2 separate regions of the Sus scrofa genome follow, and region 1 is linked to region 2. Evidence: chromatin contacts called from public Hi-C data. All regions are on one chromosome and are shown on one strand. Each heading gives the region's core, a stretch centred on a gene start, on an enhancer-like site or on the middle of the called end of the contact. The rest is flanking DNA. Distances are from core to core; before and after follow the strand shown.

Region 1 (6,451 bases), core at 1,502-4,001, 200 kb before region 2:
TGTGCGATAAACATGGATGGTCAAGAGGTTATGGACAACGTTGGAGCAATGCTGTGGGGGCCACACTAGAGAGACCCTCCTGCTCCCTGACACTTAGAAAGACCCAGGAGACAGTATAGATGCCTTTGGACCTGTTGTGGTCTGTGCACACGGGTCACAAAATAATTTCTGGACTCGTATCGGGGTGAAAAGAAAGAAGAGTTTATTGAGCATGGCGAGGGGAGAGAAAGTAGAGTTTATTGAGATAAGAGATGCTGCAAGCAAAGCAGGCTGACTTGCTGATGATCGGGGAGAACCAATCCTTGAACGTGTGGTCATGTCTGTTTTAATAGCCCAGGGAGAGGAGATGTCTCAGGATATATCTGCTGACCTGCTGATTGGTTGGGGAAAGAGGGGAGTCTTAGGATACGCTTGCTGGTTGGTTGGGAGCATGTAAGGTCCTATAGGGGTGGGGCGAGGAGTGGGCCATATACCTTTCCTAGTAGGGGCAAGAAGGAGTAGACCTGGTTGCTCAAGGTGGGGGAGGGAGCACTACAATGAGACAGGAGGGGTGATGATAAGGGTCTGGCAATTCCTGTCTTGGCCAGACGCTTGGAGTTCTATCTCCCTAAAGGGAACTTGAAGCCCAACAGGATCCACCCCCTCCATCTGGCTTGAGGAGGGACACTGACCAGGGAAAGCTGACCTCAGAAAGGCATGTCCCAAGAGCATGTGACTGTGGCCATTTGTATGGTAACTCGCTGACTTATACGGGCAGAGAGAGATGGCTTCTCTCCTGAGCCGTGTTCTCAACTTGTTCTGAACCCCTCCAATTTTCCATCTGTTAAATGGAATGATAACTCTTGACGTCTGCTTGCCTCACTTGGACACTATGAATAGAAAAATTTTCCCCAAGTGCTTTGGGCTCACACGAAAAGGAACTAGCTAAGCATCTCTGCACTCGCCAGATTTTCCTGGACACCAATCAACTTAAATGGATAATAATAAATTCCTCTGCCTGTCTTTGTTGAGAGAGTAAAAGAGAAAGAATCCCTCAAGACCTCGGGTCTCGAATATTCTGCTCTCTAAAACCTCTTTCAAGAAAAGGGTCTGAGGACCAGGTCTGAGAGATGGCAAGAGCTGTCTCTAGAATATTTTGGTTTTAAAAATCACCTTCCCTGGAGTTCCCATTGTGGTTCAGCAGAAACAAATCCGACGTAGCCATGAGGATATGGGTTCAATCCCTGGCTTTGTTCAGTGGGTTAAGGATCTGACGTTGCCATGAGCTGTGGTGTAGGTTGCAGATGTGGCTTGGATCTGGCGTTGCTACGGCTATAGCATAGGCCAGCAGCTGCAGCTCCGAATCGACTCCTAGACTAGAAACTTCCATATGCTGCAGGTGCAGCCCTAAAAAGAAAAAAAAGAAAAGAAAAATCCCCTTTCCTGAACCACGTAGACGGAAGCATTCTGCATGGAAAGGTGAGAATGGGTTATGACTCAGCCTTGGGACCGTGTATAGACATGGGGAGGCTTCCAGATGCTTTTATGTCTTCACTTATTCATGTATTCCACAGCGCTTTCCAGAGCAATTATCCCAGGTTCCCTAAAAGCATCTGACCACCAAGTCCAGGGTTTGGTTACCACTGTCTGACCCCAAACCAGCTCTCTCAGGCTGGACCTCCAGCTGAATCAGGTTGCCTATCTTGCAACCCAACACCTGCTCCCATCTCCCCTCACCTTCTATGTCCCTGGGGTGAGGGGGCTACCAAGCAAAAGGAAGTTGGTTTCTACTCTGTGGTGTGTGTGTGTGTGTGTGTGTGTGTGTGTGTGTGTGTGTGTGTGTGTGTGTGTGAGATACCCAAAGACCAAAGGAGAGAGGAAGAATAGAGAACCAACGCTGTTTTTCTCCAAAACCCTGAGATGAGACTTCAATGAGATGAGTCAAGGGTATAACAATCTTGTCCAGGTAAAATTTCCTCTCTCCTTAAGCAGTTTGTAAGTTTCTCAAACATAAGGATCTGAATTCCCTTCTCCTGCAGGGCCGTTTACACAATGGAGTTTTGTTGAATGGCAACCGAATAAATGATTTACTCAGTGGCTTTGAGAACAAGACCATTCACTTTCAAAGCCCTGCTGAGGTAGACAGATGCTGAAGAGTCTTCCCCTGTGCTTGCAGAATGTGGGGGCTTGCACTTCCCGATCTAGACTAAGAGCAGTAGGTGCAGATTGGATCCCTGTCAATTAAGCCTAAGTGTCGACTCATATAACAGGGCTGCCACTTGCTATGGTTTGTAAAGCTGAGTCCAGGCAAAACCTGATGGGAGATGCCCCTTGCGTTCTGTGCTTCTTTCATTCCTGCCCAGGGGCTTCAAAGACCTTGGGCCACCAGGGCTTTCTCAGCCTTCCCGTAATTTCCATGGCCAGATGGGAAAGCAACGCATCCTGGGACCCACCTGAGCACAGCCCACGTGTCTGTTTGCCGTGAAGAAGAGCATTTTACAACCGGATCCATCCAACGATAGAATGGGATGTCTCCCCAAACCGAGAGAGTGGGTTCCATGTTTGCCAGCAAAGATGGTGCTACAACCTGCCTGGGAGGCTTCGGAAAGGCCCCTACCCAGTGGGGCGGGGGAGGTTAACACCAACTTCTAGGGTCTTTTCCAACGTGAAGATCCTCTAATCCTGTGGTTTCGGGTCACGGGACTCTAGAACCAAGGGTGGTGACAGATAGACTCTGACCTCACCAGAAAGAGCAATGGGTTGAGAAACACGATTGATCTGGCGCTGGGCCATCCTAACGAATGGATCCAACATGTGCTGAGTTAATCCACTCCCTGGGGCAGGAGGAAAGGGAGCCCAACCACCGGTGGTCTCCGGGACCGTGTGGAGTAATGGCCCTTCCGCATTACCTGAAGCGTGCAGTTGGTACACCGTGTGTGTGAAAGGCGCTCGCATAAAAGTGATTTTATGGCTCTGGCTTGGGTTTGTCAGCCAAGTAAACAGACAAATCTCAGTTATAAAAGGGGCAATAAAATCAGTACATGACGCTTTGAACTCGTACTAAATGCCATCTTTATTTCAAGGTTCTCAACGTGTTTTTACCAACAAGTTCAGAACTGTCTCCGTTGTCCCCCCTTAAGATGGGGAAACTGAGTCACAGCTTGGCAAGGGCTGGAACCAGCCGGGTTTGTTTCAAGGGAGATGCCTCTGCAGTGGGCCTGTGGGTGCCCCCCACCCCAACCCCCAACCCAGCCACACCTTTGTTCCGAGTGTAAATGCACAGATTCAGAGCCACTGGTGTAAATTCTACCCAGGTGGCCCGAGCACAGCTGAGATCCAGCGAGTTGACAATAGCAATGGCACAGACCAGTTCTCGTGCTTCCTGTGCATCAGGCACCACCACCCCTACTTCTCGCCACAGTCCTGGGAGGTGGGTGTTTTTATCCTCCTGTGTAAACTGGGACAATGAGGTATAAGGAGGTGAATGCATTTGGAAGGACCCCTCCCACCCCCCCGCTGGAGGGCGCCTTGCTGTCGGTTCCCAGAGTCTGTGCTTTAGTGACCAGGGACTCTTATTTCTGAGGAAAAGGACCCAAGCCACCCTATTTGCTCAGAGGTGGGGAATTTTAATTCATCCCCTTCCAGTCTTCATTTCCAAATACGAATAAAGTCAAGGACAAATTCGCACAGGTTTCCCTTAGGGGCGCAGGGAGCAGTTTGGGAGACAAACAACTCATGAACAAAACCATTTCGGGTGAGCCAGACCAGCAGTTCGGAAATCATAAATAGAAAGAACTCCAAAAAATTACAAGAGACTGTTAAGACGATGGAGAAAATTCTAAAGTACTCGTTCTTGTTATTTTACTATTTTAAGTTGAAAACTGCCCTGTCAAATGTATTTGAATTGTCCAACATGGGAACAATGCAGGAGTTTCAAGATGAGATACCACTGGCCCAAGCACACCATCTCCCCCGCAATGCTGGATGCCGTGGTGCTCAGTGGCTCCCTCCTGGGGGCACCCTCAGCCCCTCCTGGTCACAAGGGGATTCTGACAACCTGCTCATTAAGCCCATCTTCCCTTCCTCCTGGGCAAGCTGGCCTCGATTTCCCAGCATCCCTTGTGGTGAAGTAAAGTCATACGACTGGGTTCCGGCCAATGGAATGTATTCTGGCCAAAATGAGTTCTGACCAATGGGCGTTTCTCCCCTGTTTTGTCTTTTACTGTCCATCCCCTGGATGTGAACACCCGGGTAATTGATCTTGGAAGCTCCCTGTTGAGGATGGCTGGGGCTCTACCAGCCCAGATTCTAAAGGACTGAAACAGAACAGAACCCCTGCCTCGTGCCCCATTGCTGATCAGACTGATTTGGTGTTTAGACCCAACATGTGCAAGCTATTCCAATTGATGGGGCAGAAGCAGGCCATGTGGATGGCCTAAAAAAAAAAGATAAAAGAAAAAATTGAACTCGGAACAGTTTCAGTGACAGCTATAATATGTTCTAAAATGTCACAAAATGTTAAAATAGCTAGCATTTCTTTAACTAATAGAGCAATTTGATGATAAGAATCCACCCTCTCCAGGCTAAAAATGAAAAATTCTGTAACCATCACCCCCTGGCATGGCAGAAAGGAACCTGGGGCATAGAAACACCCCGTTACTTTCTTTCTTCATTGAGTTAGTGGCCTGTGATAAAACTCAACTTCTTCAATTGCCTTTCCACATACTCTAGGCTGAAGGTGACAAATTGGGTTTGTCTTGAAGCCACCTTGAAATGATCGATGGTCACTACCTGAGCTGAGAAGTCTCTTGGAACCAAGTCAGGAAAGAGTGCAGTGATCAGAAGGCCTCCTTTGCCAAGCGCAATGGTGGCGGCGGGGGGCGGGGGGAATAGTGCCAGCCAGTGGCTCCCAAATACCTGTTCATGGACAGATGCCTTCAGAATCACGTGGGATGTTTGTTTGCAATTCAGTCTCCAAGCTCCCATGCTCACCCTCCCAAGATTTACTGAATTAAAATCTCCAGGTGTGTGGCGTTCCCACTGTGGCTTGGTGGGTTAAGAATCCTACTGCAGGGGAGTTCCCATCATGGCTCAGCAGAAATGAATCCGACTAACATCCATGAGGATGAAGGTTCGATCCCTGGCCTTGCTCAGTGGGTTAAGGATCCGGCATTGCTTTGAGCTGTGGTGGAGGCCAGCAGCTGCAGCTCCAATTTGATCCCTAGCCTGGGTACCTCCCTATGCCTCAGGTGTGGCTCTAAGAAAAGGATAAAAAAATAAAAAATAAAAAAGCATCCCACTGTAAAGGCTCAGGTCACTGTGGATGTTTGATCCCCAGCCTGGCACAGTGGGTTCAAGGATCTTCTTCATCACCTGAGCTGATTGACCCTGGGAGAGTGACTTCACCTCTCTGTGCCTCCACTGCCTCATATTTAAATTAAGGATAATAATAACACCTTCCTCCTAAGGGCATCAGGAAGATGAAATAAGATTTTACATAATAAACACTCAGCAAGTACTAGCTTTTATCATATTTTCTTCTTCCAAGTCTCCAAGAGGTATTCTGCCCACTGGCACCAGCACAGGGAAAAGCATTGTTTTCCTAGATTTCCAGATGCCCTGGAGAGCACCACTATCTGCAAATAGTGTGAAGGACAAGGACACAGGGCTTGAGTCTCCTCTGCTTTGCATCTGAGCTGGACGAGGACCTTGGATGGGAAACCACCTGTTGAGAAGAGCTTAGAGGGAGAAGGGCAGTGTGTACACATTGATGCTGAGGTGGTGATGGTTATGATACCGGCGACAGTGATGTACGTGACAATGCTGGTCTTGGTGATGATGGGAAGCCTGGTCACCATGGGATGTGATGGCACTGTGCCAACTGATGGTGGTGTGGGGGGTTTGGGGCTGTCAGAGGACAATGTGCTCCATCGTCCTTCACCGTGAAGGCTTCACACTCAACAGCAATCTGGTCACAACGGTGCCTCCTCAGGACCCTGACCATCCCGTTGGCACCAGCGCCCCTGCTGACAAATGCCAGAGCCTGGGACCCCCCAGCCATCTTCGGTCAAGTCTGCGTAGTCCCTGTGTTTCTCCCCAGACCTCACGGAGAGCCTGGGCCCATGCTTCTCACTGGCTAGGATGGGGTCCTACACCCAGATCTGCTGCCAGACGTCTGGGAGAGCAAGCAGCCAGTATTTGCTGGCTGGTGGTGGAGCTCAAAGGTAAGAAGTAGATTCCAAAGCGAGGCAGCCAAAACCCAGTAAATATTTACCACACTCAGCTAATCCTGGCTCTTTTTAGCTGATCAACACACAGAAAAACGGAAAACCAACACCTTACTGCTCTGTCTCCCTCTCCATCTGTGGGCCCCGTCTAAGCTGGACTGGAGCGGAGGCAAAGCCAGACTGCTGGGGAGGCAGGGACATGGGTGCTGTTGGGTACATGGTTTGATGGCCTGTCCAAAATGAAG
Region 2 (6,863 bases), core at 409-2,908:
ACATCTTCATGGATATTAGTTGGGTTCTTAATCCACTGAGCCACAACAGAACTCCATATGGTGCATGTTTATTTTCCTCTTCATTTGATGTATGGATGATCACCTCCTACGAGCCCCACAAACCATGGGTCACGTTTGCCTCCTTCACCACCAATTCCCTGGCTCCTGGAGTCATTCCTGGGCCAGCACAGGCTGTTCAAAATATATTTATTGACCACGTCCCCGAGTCCAGAAACTTCCAGCAGACTAAGTTCAGTACAGTGCACTGACACTTTCTGGGGTCACCAACGGCCAGTGTCAACACCTCAGACCACAGAGTAATGACCAAGTTCCTGGTGTGGCTGCAGAGGAGAATCGCTGAGCCTCCTTCTCTGGGGACTGCTCCCTCCCCCAGGAGTCGGTGAGGGCTGAGCCCATGGCTCCAGCCCAAGAGCCTGGCGGAGGCCCCGGGAAGACCCAGACCCCTGTGCTCCTATCCCCCAGTGGGAGGGCAGCCTTATGCCTTTCTTGGCCTCACCACCTGGCCCGGCAGGCTTCACCATTTCCCCATCTCTAAGACAGGGACAAAGAATGCTTTGTCACCCCACCTACTTCTCACGGGTGTTATGAAACAACTGTTTGCTTGGAAAACACTTTGAGAAACGTGGGTAAAGGTGCCTGTGGCTCAGATGACGCCTGCTGTACTTGATCCAGGCCAGCGAGGGCCCCGCCAACTTGCCATCCGGTCCCCGCCTTGCCTGCCCGAGGGCTGGGAGGCGGGAGGTGGGAGCCTCTCCGGTGTCACCAGGCCTGTGTCACCAAGCCTGCTGGCTGCACTGTGGTCCCAGAATATGGCCACGAGGTGTGTGTGTGCATTCCTGGGGCCGCCAGACCCACTGATTTCAGCAGAAGATGAGCTCTACTTGGGCCTGGATGGTGGCCACCACGCACGCCCGGCCTGCCCTTTAGTCAGGAGGGCCAGCTAAGGGTTACCTGGGGACAACCTGCCTGAGCTCATACCACGCGGGGCGGGGCCTAGGCCTTGGTGCCAGCCTCGCCGGCGGGGAGCTGAGAACAAAGGAACGCAGTCTTGGCCCCTGGCCTAGGGAGGACAGATCTCCACCTGCAGGTGCTCAGGTGGCCTTCATCGGCAGCAGGAGCAGCAGCCACCTCGTTGCCATGACAACCGTACTTGGCAACCATGTCTCTGCCCCGGGGAGGGGTCCAGCCCCCAGCACTGGCCAGGCATTTCCCAGAGCAGCTTGAGGTCGATGATGAGGAAAGGCTGCGGGGCGGGCAGTGCAAAGGGGACACTGCACCTGCCACCAGCCAGCAGTCTCGCCTTCACCTCCGACTGGACGCTGGACTTGGCCCCATGAGGTCTCACTCCCTGCATCCGCCCAGGGCTGCTTCCCTAAAGCGGGTGGCATTTAGCAGACAGTGAACAGCAGACAGCATGTACATTTAATTATAACTCTCCCGGATAGGAAGGGCTGGCTATATACAGTATGTCTGCCTGTTACTAATTATATTTATTTTCAAACGGCGGTGGGGGGGGAGGGGAATCTTCTGAAGATGAGTCAGAAAAAAAATCCTTTGCTGTTATGAAAGCAGAGGACGTCTCCCGAGGGTGTCTGTACCGCACGGCTGTCACTGCCCGAGATGGAAGACCTGAGCTGAGCCCGCCACACCGGTGACCACCTCCAGGTGGCTCTCTGGACCCGAGCGCCTTCCTGTCCACACCTGAGCAGCTGAAAGGCTTTCTCCCCCCACCCCACCCCCTACCCCGCCACCTCTCCCCAGCCAGCCTGGAGAACGAAGCCTCTTCTTCCTGCAAAGACAGAGCCTTTCAGCATCTGCTGTCACCTTAATTGGGAGGCAGCGTTCCAGCTGAAACACAGCACAGGTTTTTCTCTCATCCAAGGAAAAGCATCCTGCCCAGATGGCCGGAATGCACGGGCTCCGCCTTCAATCTCCATACAGCCCACGATGTTATTTATACCACCACCAGCAACACCTAGAAACCCAAAACAGTGATCTCTGTGCCCGGCAGAAGCCGTGCACACTTTGGGAGCGGGCAGACCATGGTGGACATGGGTCTCACACGCGTGTGCCCTCAGCTTGGCGTCCGCACATGTGAGGTGCACACGGGTGTTTAGGGGGACAGTTCACAGGGCGTCGCCAGCTCCTCTTTCAAGGAGACGGACTGCCCCCCCCACCCCGCCCTCCCCACATTCACACCATGAGCTGGGGAGAGAAGGAAACTCAAGGCGACACATCCGCCCAAGAGAGCTGTTCAAAGCCACAATGTTCAGAATGGGTTTTCCAATAATTTTTCAAATAGTCACACTTGTTTTGTTTGCTTTCTTCCAGGAAGGCTGCAGTGTTTTGGAAAAGGAGGGGAAGGGGAAAAAATGTGAGTTCATTTCCTGAGTCTTAACTATTTCTCCGTAGACAGAGCATTGAGAGGCTGGGGCTGGGCGGGAGGGAGCGTGCTCAGGGCCACAGGACACGTGGGGCGCAGAGCAGAGGGAGCTTGGCCCCCACCCAGGCTCTTTATAGGCCATCGGTGGGGAAACCGGATTCAGCAACGAGGCGGTGTTGAAAGAGCTGAGAGCAGGTCCCCAGAATTGTCTTGCAGGCCGGTGGTTTGCAAAGTTGAACGATTAAATCAGTTCATCCAAAGAAGAAGGCAGAAAATTGATCTGGTGACTGATAATTAGGGACCCAGGAGAGAGTTATGGGAACAGCCAATACTTATCCAAGTGCTTTTCACAAGGATTATTCCACCTGCGTCTCCTGGCAACCCCACGCAGCAGAGGCGCTGTGCCCGTCCCACGGGGAAGGTTCTGGAAGGGTAACAGCAAGTCCAAGGGCCTCCCACCCTCTGCCCCAGACTAAGCATCTTCCCCTGGGTGTCTCTTCAGGGCTGTAGTCGGCATCCTGTGCAAAAGGCCCAAGTCCGTCTGTCCATCTGCCCCACTTGGATGGAAACTCCATGAGGACAGGGACTGACTTCACCAGTGTCTGCAGGGCCAGCACAGAGCTGTGAACACGGTCGCTCTGGCCTGTGTATTTGCCAGAGGAGTGAAGGAATGAATGGGTGAACCCAAAACTCCAACCCTAAAGGAGGAAAGAAGGCGCAAGAGATGCGCAGCCACCCCAGCATCCCGGCTCCGCCCTTGCTCCAAGGTTCTGTGCCACCCGGGCAGGGCGTGGGCCCCTGGGGAGCAGATGGGGGCCGGCACTCTTGTTCGCTTGTGATAGATGGACACAAGGAGAACTGTGCTTTATCCCGAAGGCAGCCTGGCATCAGACCCGGCGGTCCAACCCATAACGTCCCTGCTGGGCTCCAGGCTTAAATCAGTGATCTGGTTTTTCAGAGCAATGGTCCCGATCCTGGTGTCCTCACGAGGGGTTTAGGGGCCTCAGGCTCAAGGTTTAGTGGCCAGGCTGCTGAGAAAGCCCCCCCCCCACCGCACACACACACACACGTCCTGGCTTCCCCTGCTCTGAGACCACAAGGTGGCTTCTGTGACAGAGGGACTGAGGAAAAGCAAGAGGGGCAGAAGGAGACACAAAAGATGGGGACCGTGTGAAGCTGGAGCCCTTCCCGCTGCCTCACCTCACTGAAGGCTCATCTGGGGTTTTGTCTTTTATTCCACTTTTACGCACAAGTCTCTGTAAGCGCTATTGCCTCCCTGGCCTTGCCTTCACTGCCAGCACTGCTGGGGAAGCTCAGGGTCCTGCCCTCGAAGGCTCCCAGCCCGGCACAGTCCAGCTGCCTATGGCACAGAGGTACCCACCCCAGACTCTGCAGCTCCTCCAAGGAGATGTGAGGGCACTGGGCAGTCCTGGCCTCAGCCAACCAGGCCCTTCTCTTTGCCTCCTTATTTCTTCTTTCTTTTTTTTTTCTCTTTAGAACTGCACCCATGGCATATGGAGGTTCCCAGGCTAGGGGTCGAATCGGAGCTGTAGCCACCAGCCTACACCACAGCCACAGCAACATGGGATCTGAGCCACGTCTGCAACCTACACCGCAGTTCAGGGCAATGCCGGATCCTTAACCCACTGAGCGAGGCCAGGGATCAAACCCACATTCTCATGGATCCTAGTCGGGTTCATTACCACTGAGCCACAACAGGAACTCCCTGCCTCCTGATTTCTGGTTCTGCTGGGTGGACGTGTATGAGAAAAGTGACTCCAGTCCCTTCTAAGAGAAAGAAAAGCGGTGCACTGGTGTGGGGGCATTGTGTCCCTGAGTCACACAGAGCCAACGCTGAAAAGCCTCATTTCCTCTGATAGGTGGCCCTTGGGAGCGGTGACAGAACTTGGGCCCGAGGGGGCCAGGACTGCCTTATGGGCACGACTGTTAACACACAGCACAGAAGACCTGAGAAGCGGAGACAGGCTGCCTCCCACCAGCCCTGCTCTCCAAAAAGCCACTTGGCTCCAACGTCTCATGACTTGTTCTTAGAGTTACATTTTAACTGACAAAGTTTAACAACAACTGTGACTTATGGCCTTCTAAAATTGGCAGCAGAAAAATGAACTGAGGAAGTAATGGAAAAAAACCACAAGTGAAGCCACTCTGTATTATGCACAATTTCTGTTATGGTTTTTTTTCCTTTCCAGGCGTGTGTGTGTGTGTGTGTGTGTGTGTGTGTGTGTGTGTGTGTTTTCGAATGGTAGAAAATATTTTCCAGATACGCCGCCCTGGCGTTCCCAAGCACATATTTATGCCAAATTTATAAGAAGCAGCTGCAGACAAGGTTGACTGAGAGGATTGCTCTGCTGTCTGGCTTCCAGAAGGTGCTTCTGCTCCTCATTCTGTCACCAGGGCACAGACTTACCTCCTAAAACTCTCTAACCTTCTGCATCGTTCCCCCAGCAGGAAGACAAACCCACGGCACAGCATGACCTGGAGGGATGTGGGGCCTCGCCCTTCTCAGCATCCACATCACACTTTTGATCTGCAAGGTGCTTTAGTGACCAGTACTTTATCATTTTTATTCATTGGAACTCCTCCTGCAGACGCAGGAAGTGTTCCAAGGCGCCTTTCTCGAATCCCTGGATGGCTTGGAAGGTAGGGTTGTTGGAGTCCCATCAACATCATCGGGTTCTGAACTGCTTGGAGCAGATGGTGGAGCCGCAGTGGGTGAGCCTGTGTCAAAGTGCCTGCATCTCCGAGACTCTCCAACCTCCTCCCCTCGCCCCTCCATGGCTCTGCCTGCTGCTGCCTGGTCAGGAGCTCCAGCCTCCTGACCGAGCAGAGACGTCGCCCAGGGACGCTGCCCCCCTGCACCCAACGCCAAGCTCTCCCTGGCCTGGGGCGGGGCCTCACGCCTCCCCCCACCCCACCACGGCCTTAATGAGGATGAGAATAACCTGCTCCGTGGCTTTCCTGGGGGTGACTAATGGGTTAATCCGGGGAAGGCCCTTTGAAGATGAAAAGCCTGATGTAACTCAAGGGTTGAAGGCAGGCACCTGCCCCAGCCTGGGCCTGAGTCAGCAGAGTGACCTCCTGCCTGCAGGCGGGCTGGGCGAGCTGGCCCAGTCCCCATTCAAAGTCAGGGTTGGCCAACCCCGTGCGTGTGTGGTGTGTGTGTGTGTGTGTGTGTGTGTGTGTGTGTGTTGTGTGGGCCTCTGGGAGGTTGGGAACTGTGTCTCCTGGGCGTTTGAGTGGTTGAATAAACCTTCAAATGGCTCTGCCAAGAGGGCAGCACACATCCTCATCCTAGAGAATATCAGTTAAGACAGTATTTCCTGGCCATTGTTAGGGGAAAATGCTTTCCTTTTTATTTTCTTTTTCTTTTTTTCTTTTTTCGGACCGCACCTGCAGCACATGGAAGTTTCTGGGCTAGGGGTTGAATCAGAGCTTTGGCGGCCGGCCTATGCCACAGCTACAACAACTCAGGATTGGAGCCACATCTGTGACCTACACCACAGCTCACAGCAATGCCAGATCTTTAACCCACTGATGGAGGCCAAGGATTGAACCTGCATCCTCATGGATACTAACCGGTTCTTAACCCACTGAGCCACAATGGGAGCTCCCAGGAAAATGCTTTTCTCACAGGGCATTCCTCCCAAGAGGTGCCGTTTTTCTCCTGCCTTTGGAAGAAGGAGCTGCGGCAGTGGTGGGCAGCCTGGGGAATCTGAGGTCGGGGTGTAAGGGAGGCGGGCGGCTGTGCTTTCAGCTCTCCAGCTCCTGATGTTCTAGTCTGCCCTGCATTCACATCTCCCAAGCAGAGAAAGAGGCAGCCAGAGCTGAAAACCAGAGGCCAAAAGCAGCGGATGAAGCGAGTGTCGTCCAGGACCACGCCCCCTCCCACCCTTGACCCGGTACAGGGGGATTTGACGCAGCGGCAGCTGGGAAGCCAAGAACAGAAAGCCTTTAAGCCACGCAAACTGATGCCAAGATTCCGCCACCCGGGAGCCCGTTTCCTGCGCTCTGCACATTCCTCCCTTCCCCCCCCCCGCCCCCACCTCCAGTGACCCCTCTCCACGCAGCCTCCTTGCACGCAGCACTGGTTTCTTCTTTCTTCTGGAACACAAGTCATGCGGCCAGAAGGAATGCAGGCACTTCTGCTTTCTCTCTTAGGTCCCCATTTCCTTAGAAGTTTTTCACTGCCCTTTCTCCTCCCATAATTTGCCCCGAACCCTAGAGGCCCCCACAACACACAGAATGATAAAGATACGAAAATAGGATGCAAGGATTGGCAGCATGAAGGCAGGAAAGAGGGCAGAGGGGGCCACTAATCTTTTTGCACGCAGCCAGGAATGGACGGGGTGGGGGGCATAGCCCCTGGAACAGGCTATGAAAGGATTCCGTTCTGTTCTGTTTGGAAGGAGATGGGTGGAAATGACAGTTTGGAGAGGAT

What was found. Hi-C and Micro-C count contacts between places; a contact is called where the count stands out from the background.
Region 1: a Hi-C map of liver shows a contact between it and region 2, with 2.6 times the contacts expected there. The contact joins two enhancer-like sites. A contact is called at or near these places in 1 of 5 promoter capture datasets (liver), 18 of 47 Hi-C or Micro-C datasets (alveolar macrophages, embryonic fibroblasts, epiblast stem cells and 9 more) and 2 of 2 datasets of contacts at active chromatin or transcription factors (alveolar macrophages and skeletal muscle).

The regions. Positions count from the first base shown.
Region 1 is chr14:56,356,616-56,363,066 of Sscrofa11.1, reverse strand. No RefSeq gene overlaps it. Among named protein-coding and RNA genes, the nearest start is that of IRF2BP2, 190 kb to the left of the region's middle. Within about 2 kb of position 2,751, at least 11 of the 83 cell types and tissues checked have an H3K27ac peak or open chromatin away from gene starts, as enhancers often do. A contact at or near this core is called in liver, where this site is marked.
Region 2 is chr14:56,153,881-56,160,743 of Sscrofa11.1, reverse strand. No RefSeq gene overlaps it. Among named protein-coding and RNA genes, the nearest start is that of TOMM20, 44 kb to the right of the region's middle. Within about 2 kb of position 1,658, at least 40 of the 83 cell types and tissues checked have an H3K27ac peak or open chromatin away from gene starts, as enhancers often do. A contact at or near this core is called in liver, where this site is marked.